Regions from separate parts of the Sus scrofa genome. Here regions 2, 3 and 4 are each linked to region 1. A link is a contact called in public Hi-C and HiChIP or PLAC-seq data. All regions are on one chromosome and are shown on one strand. Each heading gives the region's core, a stretch centred on a gene start, on an enhancer-like site or on the middle of the called end of the contact. The rest is flanking DNA. Distances are from core to core; before and after follow the strand shown. Region 1 holds the start of PDIK1L (serine/threonine-protein kinase PDIK1L). Region 2 holds the start of STMN1 (stathmin 1). Region 3 holds the start of CD52 (CD52 molecule). Region 4 holds the start of SH3BGRL3 (SH3 domain-binding glutamic acid-rich-like protein 3).

Evidence for each region. A called contact is a pair of places that touch in the nucleus more often than the background predicts. HiChIP or PLAC-seq counts read pairs in DNA pulled down with a chosen protein or histone mark.
Region 2: a contact with region 1 is called in an H3K27ac HiChIP or PLAC-seq map of skeletal muscle, with 2.0 times the contacts expected there. The contact joins the promoter of STMN1 here to the promoter of PDIK1L in region 1. A contact is called at or near these places in 3 of 5 promoter capture datasets (fetal liver, fetal skeletal muscle and liver), 6 of 47 Hi-C or Micro-C datasets (embryonic fibroblasts, fetal liver, heart right ventricle and 2 more) and 1 of 2 datasets of contacts at active chromatin or transcription factors (skeletal muscle).
Region 3: a Hi-C map of skeletal muscle shows a contact between it and region 1, with 2.8 times the contacts expected there. The contact joins the promoter of CD52 here to the promoter of PDIK1L in region 1. A contact is called at or near these places in 2 of 5 promoter capture datasets (fetal liver and liver), 16 of 47 Hi-C or Micro-C datasets (alveolar macrophages, embryonic fibroblasts, epiblast stem cells and 10 more) and 2 of 2 datasets of contacts at active chromatin or transcription factors (alveolar macrophages and skeletal muscle).
Region 4: a contact with region 1 is called in an H3K27ac HiChIP or PLAC-seq map of alveolar macrophages. The contact joins the promoter of SH3BGRL3 here to the promoter of PDIK1L in region 1. A contact is called at or near these places in 1 of 5 promoter capture datasets (fetal skeletal muscle), 1 of 47 Hi-C or Micro-C datasets (skeletal muscle) and 1 of 2 datasets of contacts at active chromatin or transcription factors (alveolar macrophages).

Annotation. Positions count from the first base shown.
Region 1 is chr6:83,541,301-83,544,288 of Sscrofa11.1, forward strand. PDIK1L (serine/threonine-protein kinase PDIK1L) reads left to right here and starts at 1,436. Exons shown (of 4, transcript XR_001309276.2): 1 at 1,436-2,090.
Region 2 is chr6:83,358,827-83,361,814 of Sscrofa11.1, forward strand. STMN1 (stathmin 1) reads right to left here and starts at 1,509. Exons shown (of 4, transcript NM_001009582.1): 1 at 1,477-1,509; 2 at 820-992. The coding sequence starts at 1,489.
Region 3 is chr6:83,722,304-83,725,291 of Sscrofa11.1, forward strand. It overlaps CD52 (CD52 molecule), which reads left to right and starts at 1,459. Exons shown (of 2, transcript NM_001257355.1): 1 at 1,459-1,567; 2 at 2,958-2,988. The coding sequence starts at 1,514.
Region 4 is chr6:83,685,926-83,688,913 of Sscrofa11.1, forward strand. SH3BGRL3 (SH3 domain-binding glutamic acid-rich-like protein 3) reads left to right here and starts at 1,548. Exons shown (of 3, transcript XM_021095627.1): 1 at 1,548-1,869; 2 at 2,433-2,600; 3 at 2,715-2,988. The coding sequence starts at 1,822. The coding sequence ends at 2,780. It overlaps CEP85 (centrosomal protein of 85 kDa), which reads left to right. Exons shown (of 15, transcript XM_021095615.1): 14 at 1-1,869; 15 at 2,715-2,988. UBXN11 (UBX domain-containing protein 11) reads right to left here. Exons shown (of 13, transcript XR_002344945.1): 13 at 2,784-2,988.

The DNA.
Region 1 (2,988 bases), core at 186-2,685:
AAAAAGATTCCTAGAAGTTTAGCCTTGACCTAGGATTACTGGGTGAAAGAGTAAATACATATGCAATGTGGCCATAGATTGCTAAATTTCCTTAATTAGAGTTACATCATTTTGCCTCCCCACCAGCAATGTATAGCAATGCTATCCTCTGGAGTATTTTGGCACCATAATTTTGGCAGATAGAGGAGCCTGGAGAAATGAATCATAGACAAAGTTTCTGTCCCCAGGAACTCTCAGTCTAGTAGAAAGCCTATTGGCAAACATACTCATATAATGTAATTTTCAGAGCAGATTTATTCTGAAGCTTAAGTTTCAGAGTCCCTCACTTACAAAGACCCTTTCCAAATCCCTAGCAATGGGTTCATTTTGTAATCTTTTTCCTAAAGAGGACATGCCAAATTATTTAAACATCTACCTCACAGACTTTAGAGTCAGTTTCTTAACTTTGGGGTTTGGGGAGTGGATTCCAAATTCTGCAGCCAGCTTGAGAGGAGGAATTCCTGTATTTAATGACTGAGACAAACTGAGACAAACAAAAGGACAAGGCTCCTTTGACCAAGAGACACCCCTCCCCTGATTCTGATCAGTTACCCCACAGGTGTCCAGCTGGCTATCTACACAGAGCCCTCTATTTTCCCTGTAGTTTTTTTGTTTTTTGCTTTTTAGGGCTGCACCTGAGGCATATGGAAGTTCCCAGGCTAGGGGTCAAATCGGAGCTGCAGCTGTGAGCCTACATACACCACAGCCACAGTGACCCGGGATCCAAGCTGCATCTTCGACCTATGCTGCAGCTCACGGGCATCGTGGATCTTTAATCCAATAAGCGAGGCCAGGGATCAAACCCACATCTGCATGGATACTAGTTGCGTTCTGAACCGCTGAGCCACAATGGGAAGTCCTTTCCTCTACTTTCAAGGGTAGAAAGCAAGCCTTAGATTACATCAGTATTCCCAGGAGACAGCTAACCTCACTTCGCACTCAGGGCAAAAGCCTGAAGGGATTACAGAGCAGGGGGTTTTGGGGGCGGGGGTAAAGGGGTCACACCAGCTGAGTGGGTATTCAAGGCAGGTGCTCCCCCCTCAAAACAAACAACTTTCGCCAAATAAGACAAAGATCCGTTTTTGCTTTTGTTTTTCACCTCTAAAAGCAAGATTCGTCATAAAGCCTGTCCTTGTGGGGTTTGGTTGGGATTAGGAGACAACATTTAAAGACTTAACCCAGCCCCAGACTTTGCAGAGAAGCTGCATAAGTGGAGGACAGAAAATAAAATGGGTAATTGGTTGATTCTTGAGGGCAGGAGCAGGGATTCTTTGCACATCGTGCCTTGTACAGCACTGGGAGGAGGACTAGCCACTTTATTGACAAATAGTTGGTGCAGAATAAATCAGTTTAGAAGGAATGAAGGTTTCTGGCAGATAAAATATCGAACGACCGATTGGTCCGGGTCTCTGAGCAAGTGACAGTCCCGGACTGGCTATGAGGTGAACGCTTCCCTGGATTTGGCTGACAGCTGTCGGGTACCCCAATGACTCAAGCTGACCGTCGGGCCCCAAGAACGGCTGTCTTCGCTGTCAATCCCGGCTCCCGCCAACCCGGGCCTCCCCCTCTAGATGCGCAGGGCGGGGGTGGGGGAGGCCGACCCTCCACGAAGAGCCCGCGGGTGCCGCCACCGGGTAGGCGTGCGCGCGCGGCAACGGCCAAGTGCGGGCGCCACGGTCCCTTCCTCCCCACTGGGGGCAGGGCGCCCGTGACTCGCGGCGGCCGGGCACCGGAACAATGCGGCTTCGGCTTCTTTAAGGGAGATACCACCGCGCCGGCGGGGCAGGGGACTGCATCTTCCCAGATGATCGCACCCAGCCCCGCGCCGCCGCTGCCTCGGCAACTCCACCGCCCGCAAAAATGGCTCAGTGACTCTGACAAAAGGTGCAGCCTCCCGCTCGGCGGGGTGGACGCCAGGCCTCCCAGCTCGGGCCGTGCCTCCCCGCGAGCCCGCGGAAGAGGCCCGCATCCTGCAGGCATCTCAGGCCCGCGCCGAGGAAGATGCACCAGGCGTTCCACCCCAGCGACCCCGCACACCTGCCCGCAGCTCGGTAGGTCGTGAATGGAGGCGGGGCGGGGGAGGGGAGGGCGCCGACAGCACGCACCCCTAGGCCCGGACCTGCTGCTGCGGACCACCCAGGACCGCAGGCCGTGCGAGCCTGCCGCAGCTGGAAGGCGACCGAGTCCCGTGCATGGAGCGGCCTCCGACTCCCGGGCCCGACCACCCCTGCGGGGAGGGGCACGAGTGGTGCGTTCCGGAGCGCGCACCCCTTCCGCGACTCCCGTGTCCTGAAAGCCAGGGGAGCCGGGAGGAAGCCAGCGGAGCGCCGGGCGCGCGCCCAATAGGACTGGAGCTCGGCGTCCCCGCTCGCGCTACGGAAAGCCGGAGGGGGGCGGGGCCGCGCGGCGTAAGGGGGTGTGTCCGCGCGCACCACGGGGGCGCGCGCCGGCCTCTGACTGGAGGCCGCGGCGGCGGAGGCGCGAGCTGCCCGATAATGGCGGCCTGCAGAGCCCGTGAGAGGGAGAAGCGGCGGCGGCTACCCTGAGGTAAATCTGGCCCCTCGGCCTGGCAGAGAGGCCTTGAAGCAGAGCCGAAGGCCCTGCACGTGCCTCCGGCCCCAGGAGTCCTGTCACAGGGCTGTCAGCACAGTCATCCTGGGGAAGGCCCCTCGCACCTCAGGCCTCCGGCCCGCACCCCTCAGGCCACCGGCCCCAGCTGCGGCCTCCTCTAATTCCCGTGGTCCCGGGCCTCAGCCGCCGGCCCCGAGAAGTAGGGACAACTGCAGGACCGGCTCTTCGGGGTGAAGGGCCCCTGGAGGATCCCCTCCGGGTTTCAGCTGGACGCAGCCGAGGAGGGGGAGGGCCTGATACTTGGCCAATGAGCGGGGCCCTGAGCCGCCGCGTCTGGCAGCACCTCTGCCCAGGACTGGCCCTTCCCGGGCGCCAGCA
Region 2 (2,988 bases), core at 259-2,758, 180 kb before region 1:
TGCTTAGAAAAGAGAAGAGCTAGCAGTTCCCATTGTGCTTAGCGGGTAACGAACCCGACTAGCATCCATGAGGATGCGGGTTCAATGCCTGGCCTCGCTCAGGGAGTTAAGGATCCGGCTGTGAGCTGTGGTATAGGTCGCAGACACGGCTCAGATCCCACATTGCTGTGGCTGTGGCGTAGGCTGGCAGCTGTAGCTCCAATTCAACCCCTAGCGTGGGAAATTCCATATGCCACGAGTTCGGCCCTAAAAAAAAAAAAAAAAGGAAAAGAGCTGTCACGATATCAGTGAGCCAGCTGAGCAACACAATCACATTACTAGCAATTTAAAATGTTTTTATTGTCCAGGTCTCAAAAGACAAAACAAAATAAAAAACCACACACACACACGAACCCAAAAAACATATCAAAACCCCAAAACATAGAGACAAAAAGAAAAAAAGAATCTTCCACCAACAAATCTATTTTTCAAAGAGAAAGCATGAGAAGCATGAACTTTGGTTTCAGACAGACCTGGGTGTGAATTCTGGCTCCGACACTCACTAGCTATATGACTTGGGAAAATGACTTACATTCCCAAGACCATTTTCTAATCTGGTCTTTCAGAGCACACCTACTCTCCAGCGTCACTGCAGAAAAGGAGGACAATGAGAGTACAGGAGAGGGTACGTGTAACAGGAGCCCAGTAAATGATAACTGGTATTTATTCCTCCCACTGGCATATCTAGCCACAATTCTGTTTTCCTCTTGTTATGGAAATAAAACAGATTTGCCACATTACATTAAAAAAATACCCTGCTTTCTGTGAACTGATGTTTACCTTGCGTCTTTCTTCTGCAGCTTCTAATTTCTTCTGAATTTCCTCCAGGGAAAGATCCTTCTTCTTTGGAGGGGAAAGGGGGAATTCTGGGACGGATTCTTTTGATCGAGGGCTGAGAATCAGCTCAAAAGCCTGGCCTGAGGCACGCTTCTCCAGCTCCTTCACCTGGATATCTGGATTTTATGATTTTTATATCATATTTATAACACACTCAGAAAAATAGTTTTCCTGTTCTAATAGGCTGTTCTATTTTCTAAAAACCAAATCAATTTACTGAACAGAATTAGGGCTGATGAAGCAGCTGTGTTTATTGGAAGAAATTATCTAAACACCTCCCAGAAAAACAAAGCTCAACATTTTTGGGCTAATAAACACCATTCTGAGACATCAGTATTTGACAATCATTTTCTCAAACAAAAAAAAGTTGTGCAGAACTCCACATTATGCTTTAGGCCAAGTCAAATCATCTAATAATGAAACAATTAATTATGAGCTGTCAGTACATTCAAGTGACAATAATTTTTTCTTCTTTATAAAACAGATTTCTTAGTAAGACCACAACACTAGTGCCAAATTAAAGGCATAAGACCTGAGCCATCTCCTATTCTCAAATTAGAAGCCCGTGGCAAATTCAGCTTTTTCAAATAGATTACCTACCAGAAGAAGCCATGGTGAATAGAAGACAAGAGACTGGCAGTGTATTCTACACAATCCACTGGCAAGGAAAACCCTGAAAATGATTTTCAAAAGCACGCAATCAAATTTTTTGCATTTCTATGTCATGAATTCAAAGGGACTTCAAATCATATCCATACAAATTAAGGCCAGAAAAATTACTACTGTGAAATTAAATAAGACATCATTAGCCAGAAAATTTTATCTATAAAATACTCAAACACTGGGAAACCTGAATTGAATAGAATGCTGGTTGCAGAAGATCAAGTTAACTGAGCTTGCCTGTACAAAACACACTTCGATTCTTAAAACTAGACAAGGTTTAAATCACAAGATTTTTCTTCCCCTAATAAACTCTAAACTTTCCTCCCTGGCGAGAAGATATTCCAGATTCAACTCAACAGTGAGACCGGAGCCATCTTAACACTGCCTACAACTCATTGTGCAAATGGAACACCCACCCCTGCTTTGTCTGTGTCTGCCATGGTGTAAAACAAAACGCCCAAGCTAATATTAACCAATAATGTCGAACGCCTATTGTTCCTGCGGTTTAAGCTCCTCGTCCTACAGCGGGTAACACTAATTTTATGAACCTCAAGGTTTTAGATTACAATATTTGATGGTTTGTGTAGAATTTTCTCATGAAAAATTCTACATCCCTTCATTTTTTTTTAGGTCATGAATCTTGTAAACCCCAAGCTAGTACCAAAAACGTAGGAATACAGGTTCTCAGCAGCTGGAATTTAAAATCCGAAGCAGCGAAACGATCTAACCCCGGCGGAGCATTAGACTCAACATCAACCCCAGGATGGGCGTGGCCCTGGTCCAGGAGAGGAAAAGCGGCCAGCCGCCCCCGGCCAATCAAAGCACACCCTGCACACCAGCCCCTGGCCCCGCCCCCTTCCTCCCCGCGCCTTTTCGAATCTCCCCGAACTCACAACACCCGAGCCCGCGCGCGTGGGAAGGGGAGGGATGGGCGGGGCTAACGGTCCTATCCGGGTAACTCCGCCCTTCCCGGGCTCGCCCTGCGCAGACGCCCCCCTTCCCTACTCCCGCCAAAAACACCTTGAGGTGGCCCCCATCCCGGGTGCAGCTCGGCGGGTGGAGCAGTCCCCGGGAAAAGGCAGTGGGGTAGTCCTGCCGTCGGCTCGCCGCCTCTTTCCTTTGCTTCCAACCAACCTGCCGCCACCCAAGCTGTCTGCGCCCCCCGCCGCGAGAATGGAGAGCTCTCGTGGGGTGTCACCCTCTTGGAACAGCCCCACAGTCAGTCGGCGAGGGCGCGGCCCTGGTCGCCCAGAGTCTGGCCCTAAGGCCGCTGCTCCCTGGGGGCGCCGCCCCGCCCCCTTCAGACAATGGGGACCCCAGCGGGGCTGCACCTGCAAGGCGAGAGCCTACGCCCCCTATTGTCTTCTAGATGGTACCCTGGGGCTAACGCTAGGGGCTCGTTCAGCTGGCCGCGCCCCTTCCCCACGACAGCCGCGCCCCCAGGGAGCG
Region 3 (2,988 bases), core at 209-2,708, 180 kb after region 1:
AACACAAAGCCCAAAACCACAGGAGGGAAGTGAGAGTGGGATTTCTTTCACTACCTGGCATGCAAATGAGACGCAGAATAAAAGAGGGAAGGGAGAGTGGGTGAGGCGGGAGCTGGGCTGCAAAGCCAAGCCCTGGCTCTTCTGGGAGTGAGGGGGACAGGGAACCAAGACAATCAATGACTTCTAGGGCACCCTGGACATTACACACCTGGGTGCAGCTTCAGGCAGACCTGGATTCAAGTTCATGTCTGACTTTTATTACCTTGGACAAGTCACTTAATGTCCAAGCTTCAGTTTCCTCATCAGGACAATGGGGATGCTTATAAAATCCACTGCAGAGCCCCACCAAGAAAATACAGTGAGAAGATGTGTAAAGAATGGGGCTTTGTGATTCACCTCATCCCCCAGGCCTGGGCAGCTGGGACTTCACAGCCACCCCCACCCCAAATCCCTTCCAGGCAGTGTAGTCACCTTCTGCTTCCACCACTAGCACTCCTCCCACCCATCCAAGATGGAAACACACCACGTATCTGCTATTTGCTTGATCCAAATCACAGATGCCAAGTCTTAATAAACTCTGGAAATAATCCACTTCAGTCTTCTCATTGACCTGAGACCCATGAGGCCTGGAGGGAATGGGCTGACCCAGAGGCGAGGGCTTCCTAATGCAGTGCTTCTAGATTTTCACAAGAAATCCACCCCCACCCGGCAAATGTTAATGTTCCCCAAGCCTTCATTCTGTCTTTTGTCTTTTTTGTTGTTGTTGTTGTTGTTGTTGCTATTTCTTGGGCCGCTCCCGCGGCATATGGAGGTTCCCAGGCTAGGGGTTGAATCGGAGCTGTAGCCACCGGCCTACACCAGAACCACAGCAACGCGGATCCGAACCGCGTCTGCAACCTACACCACAGCTCACGGTAACGCTGGATCGTTAACCCACCGAGCAAGGCCAGGGATGGAACCCGAAACCTCATGGTTCCTAGTCGGATTCGTTAACCACTGCGCCACGACGGGAACTCCCCACTTCATCTCTACAACCTTTTTAATTATTACTAGCTTTTTCACTATCTCTCCATCTCCTTTTAATTATACTATATTTAATTCTCTGGCAGCTCCTTTGTTAAAGGCTCAGAGAGGTACAGTTTCTGGCCCAGGGTCTCAGAGTTCAGGGGATTAAACCAAGAGTCAGTCCCCACCGTGCATGACTCCAAGCCCAGGGCCCTCTTTACTGCCCCCCCCCCCCAATTTGCCCAAATCTCATCCCCAGGATCTGCCTCAGTGCCTTTCCAGAACCCATCCTCTGCCAGGGCTGTAGAACCCAGCTCCCGGTATCCTCAACCTCAAGGTCTGTAAAGCAGCAGCACCCCCACCCACACCCCGAAGGCCCTCCTTCCTCTCCACCCCGCCTCCCGGCCTCCTCCTCACTCATAAGCAGCCAAGCCAAGAGGGGCCTGCACACAGCCCTGCGTTCATCGCCAAAAGCTGCTACCAAGAGAGCCACCGCAAGCCTCCAAAGATGAAAGGCTTCCTCTTCCTCCTATTCACCATCAGCCTCCTGGTTATGATTCAGGTAAGAGCAGCTCCTCGGAGTCCTTGGCACCACTGCCCAGGAGTCCCCAGACCTGAGGCCATGCAGGTTCCCGGCACCCAGCCTTCTCCCATGGGAGCAGAGGCTCCAGCAGGGGGCCTGGCTCCCAACCTTCCAGCCCTTCTGGTTGAGGTCAGACTGTTTGAGGGCTGCCCCTGAGCCGACTGCCTCCTGTACCCGAGGCTGGGGAGCACTTACAAGGCACAATGAGGCACCCAAGCGTGTTGTGGAGTAATAGTCAACTGAGAGGCTTGGGAAGACGGCCCTGAGTAAGGATGGCATCAACCCACAGGGAAGCTGGGGAAACGGTCCTGTTGGGAGGGGACCAGAAAATGTTCACAGGGAGTCTGATCCAGTTTGGAGGTGGCAGGGAACCCCCCAGGAGAGGAGCCCAGGTGTTCAGCAACGCTAAGAAGATAGAAATCTCCTGCTCCAGAAACAGCTAGACTCTTGAGACCAACTGCTATTCTAGGAGGCAGCTTTGGCAGCATCTCACATGCTAGTCAGTATAGGAGATGGGAGCCATCAAGTTCTCGATCAAGAACAGCTTGATCAAGCATCAAGAACAGCTTGATCACCACCAAAAACAGCTCAGTCTCCATCCAGGGCAGCTTTAGGTGCAGCTTGATCAAGCATTGAGAACAGCCTGATCACCATCTGGCCATTTCCTCAGGGGAAGAAGTCACCCCCCTCACCCACCCACTGGCACTGTCTCATGTGACCCTCGTGACTGGAGTGGGCTCTTCTCCCCATTGACAAGATGAGGAAGCTGAGGCTCAGAGCGGCTAAGCCCCTGGTTGGGCTAAGGTCAAGGGCTGGGGCCACAGACTCCCCTCTCTCCTACCTGCTGGAGGAGCTGGTGGCCTGATAGACATGAAAGGAAGGTTCCATGGGAGGCGGACCAGGGACCGCCTCTGACCCTGCCCATGCCAAGGCAGGAAGCAGCCAACGGTCCCAACAGGACCTTGTGAAAGAAGTCGTGGTCATAGGGACAAGGGAACTGAGGACTGTAGTACTGGGGTGGGGGACACTGTGTCTCTAAACAAACATGAGAAGTTCCTGTTGTGGCTCAGCGGAAACGAATCTGACTAGAAACCATGAAGACATGGGTTCGATCCCTGGCCTCGCTCAGTGGGTAAGGGATCTGGCGTTGATGTGAGCTGTGGTGATGGGACTTGCAGATGTGACTTGAATCTGGCTTTGCTGTGGCTGTGGTGGAGGCCAACAGCTGCAGGTCTGATTTGACCCCTAGCCTGGGAACCTCCATATGCTGTGGGTGCAGCCCTAAAAGACAAAAACAAAAACCAATCAACCAAACAAACCCCATGCAATTCAAAAGCCTCCTGAGCTTGCTCCACTTCTCCTCTTGCAGATACAAACTGGAGTCTTGGGAAACCGAACCA
Region 4 (2,988 bases), core at 298-2,797, 140 kb after region 1:
GGGTCTTTGGACCCTCTGCTTTCTGATTTCTCTTGCCTCCTCATTGAGGGAGCATCTTGCAGTTGTTTGTATCTGGTTGTTGGGCCAGCCCCAGGCCTCCTTTAGATCTGGAACCAGGCCAAGCCAGAGCCATAGGTGGGTGGGGTGGCACTGAGTTGTTCAGGAGTTCAGATCTAGCCAGTGGATTCTTGCTGGGCTTTGGGCTGGCGGGGCAGCGTCCTGGACCTCACTCCTGGGCCTGAATGAGACCCTTCTTAAATGTTTTTACAAGTTTGTGTTTTATTTATGGAGTGACTTATCCCTTCCATTTAGAGCAGCCCCACCCAGCCGTCTCTGGACTTCTGCCTCCTAAAAGCAGAGCTGCCTGATTGGCCTCCACCCTGTATTGGGAGCCCAGCCACCATGCTCACGGGTATTTTTCCTCAGAATTTATAAGCAGTTATTTATATGAACCCTTGTTATGTCAACTGGTTTGTATTGCCTATTTTGATTACAAAATAAAAATTTAACAAAGTCCTCAGTTTTCCATCGCCTTCTATTACCATCATCTCGTACTCCACCCCTTACTTTGGCTTGTTGGAGCCAAAGCATGGGGTTTTAGCCAAGTTCTCCAAACAGCAGCAAGGAGGCAACTTTGGCAGATCAAGCCTCTCGTGTCTGTATCTCTACTGCTTCTGCTCCTCTTTCATTCTGTGGGGACAGATGAGATCTTTCCCCATGGCACTTCTGATTGGGTGAAGCTGCCCTGAGTTGAAGCAAGTTTGTCATTGAGTTTCAGTAATCCTCTGAGGAGGAAGTCTGCTGCCTGTGGGTCGCTCTGAGGAAGTGGCACTGTGTTTGCCTCAAGGAGCTAGGGTTGTCTTCCTGGGTTATTCTCAGAGCCCTGGACCTGGGAGGACTTCAGAGTGGAGTCATGTCCAACCCCAGACAGATGGCTGAGTCACCCCAGTGGGGCTGGTTGCTCCTTCTGAACTCCCTGCATTTTGCTGGGAGTTGGAGTTTTGAAGTACCACCTACAGCAAGGAGTTGGGGTGAAGCTGGGGCCACCCCAAGACCAACTGTGGGTCTTTAACAAGGTCCCAGACTTAGGAGTCCTGACACCAACCTCTGCCTCCACCCAGTCCAGAAGTAGAAGCCTCTTTCTTACCTTGATCTCCGTCTGGCTCCTTGAGGGTGTGGCCCCATCTGCTGCTACACCCGTCTAAACCTGCCTATCTGAGCAGAGAGGAACTTTGGGGAAAATGTCTAAGCAAGGGCTGTCCCTGCTGTGGTGTGCCTGCTGGGTTAGCTCTGTGTGGGTGGCCCCTGGGGGAATGGGGCGGTGGTCCCTTGGGGTGAGGCCTCTAGCTGGAGAGTTTTAGGTTTGAAAACAGCTGAGACTTCAAAGCCCGGACCTGAGCAGCGCTGTCGTGGCACGGGGTGGCTACTTGGGTGCAGCAAATGCGGGCGAGGCGGAGGAGGAGGCCTTTGCCAAACCCTTGCCCCTGCCCCACCCTACTGTCAGGTTGATCCGCAGCCTCACACTGTGAGCCCTAGAACCGGGAGGAGTGGAGGGGACGGCCCTGCGTGGGGCTGGGGTCCTCCGCGCTCTGGGACCCCGAAGGGGAGGGGAAGGGGCCCGCTGGTGCGCGGGGCGGGGTCGCGCAGGCCCCGCCCCAGCCGCGCGCTTGTCTGCGCCGCCCATTGGTCCTGAGAGCGGTGACTCGCGGGCTGAGCAGGAAGGAAACCGCTCCCGAGCGCGGCGGCCTCGTCTCCAGGCCGTGCAGCTGCTGCTACCGCTACCCGTCTGCCTGTCTCTCGGCCTGTCGGTCCACCCGCAGCATGAGCGGCCTGCGCGTCTACAGCACGTCGGTCACCGGCTCCCGCGAAGTAAGTGCGCGCCGTGGGCCCGGCGCTGGGGGAGAGCGCGGGCGGCGGTCCTGGTGCTCGGGACCAGCGCCTGGGACCCGCCCCCAGGGCGGGGGAGGCGAGGTGCTGGGCAAGGCCTCCTAAGTCGGGTTGCGGGGGCAGGCTTCGCGGCCCCTTCCTGAACACTGAACACCTCCTTCCGGCCTCCTGGGTCCTCTGCACCCCCACTACCAGGCTGATCCTTGACCATGTCCTCATCTTGCCCTCCCTCTCCACTATGTGTGTACCTGGGGCCGGGGTGGCCCCTTACCAGCCTCCACTCAGGCATGCCTTGCTTTCTTCTTGCTGAGCTCCTGGCTTCCCCACCCTGAATTTATCCCACTTAGCTTCATTCTGACTCTCCTCCCCACGGTTGGTGGTCCCTCTCTCATCCCACACCACCACAAGCCTGACTCATCCTCCCAACTCCTAATGGCCAGAGCCCTCCCCTAGGGTATGGAGGGGGACAAGAAAACAAAAGCTCCTGGCCACTGTCCCAAAACCTCCAGATTGTTCACTAACCTTTGCCCGCCCTCTGCCCCCAGATCAAGTCCCAGCAGAGCGAGGTGACCCGCATCCTGGATGGGAAGCGCATCCAGTACCAACTAGTGGACATCTCCCAGGACAACGCCCTGCGGGATGAGATGCGAGCCTTGGCGGGCAACCCCAAGGCCACCCCACCCCAGATTGTCAACGGGGACCAGTACTGTGGGGTACGGGCCCAGGGGTTGGGGGTGAAGGGAATGTTGTAAGAGGACTGCCAGCCAGAGTCAGACCTGAGACAAAATACTAGGACACAGGTGACCTCCTCTCCTCCCCTCCCCCAGGACTATGAGCTCTTCGTGGAGGCTGTGGAACAAAACACACTGCAGGAGTTCCTGAAACTGTCCTGAACCAAGCCAGCGCCCGGACTCCGTCACCACATTCCCCTTAGCAATCACCCAGCCACGAAGGACCTTGTGACCAACCGCCTGGTATTCTTAACCTTCTGACCTTGGAGCCCCTCCCCCTAACCCATGACCTTTCTCCCCTCTCCTAACTGTAGCCCCCTCCTCCATTCGAAGGCAACATTCCTTACCCACTAGTCTCGGAAATTAACAG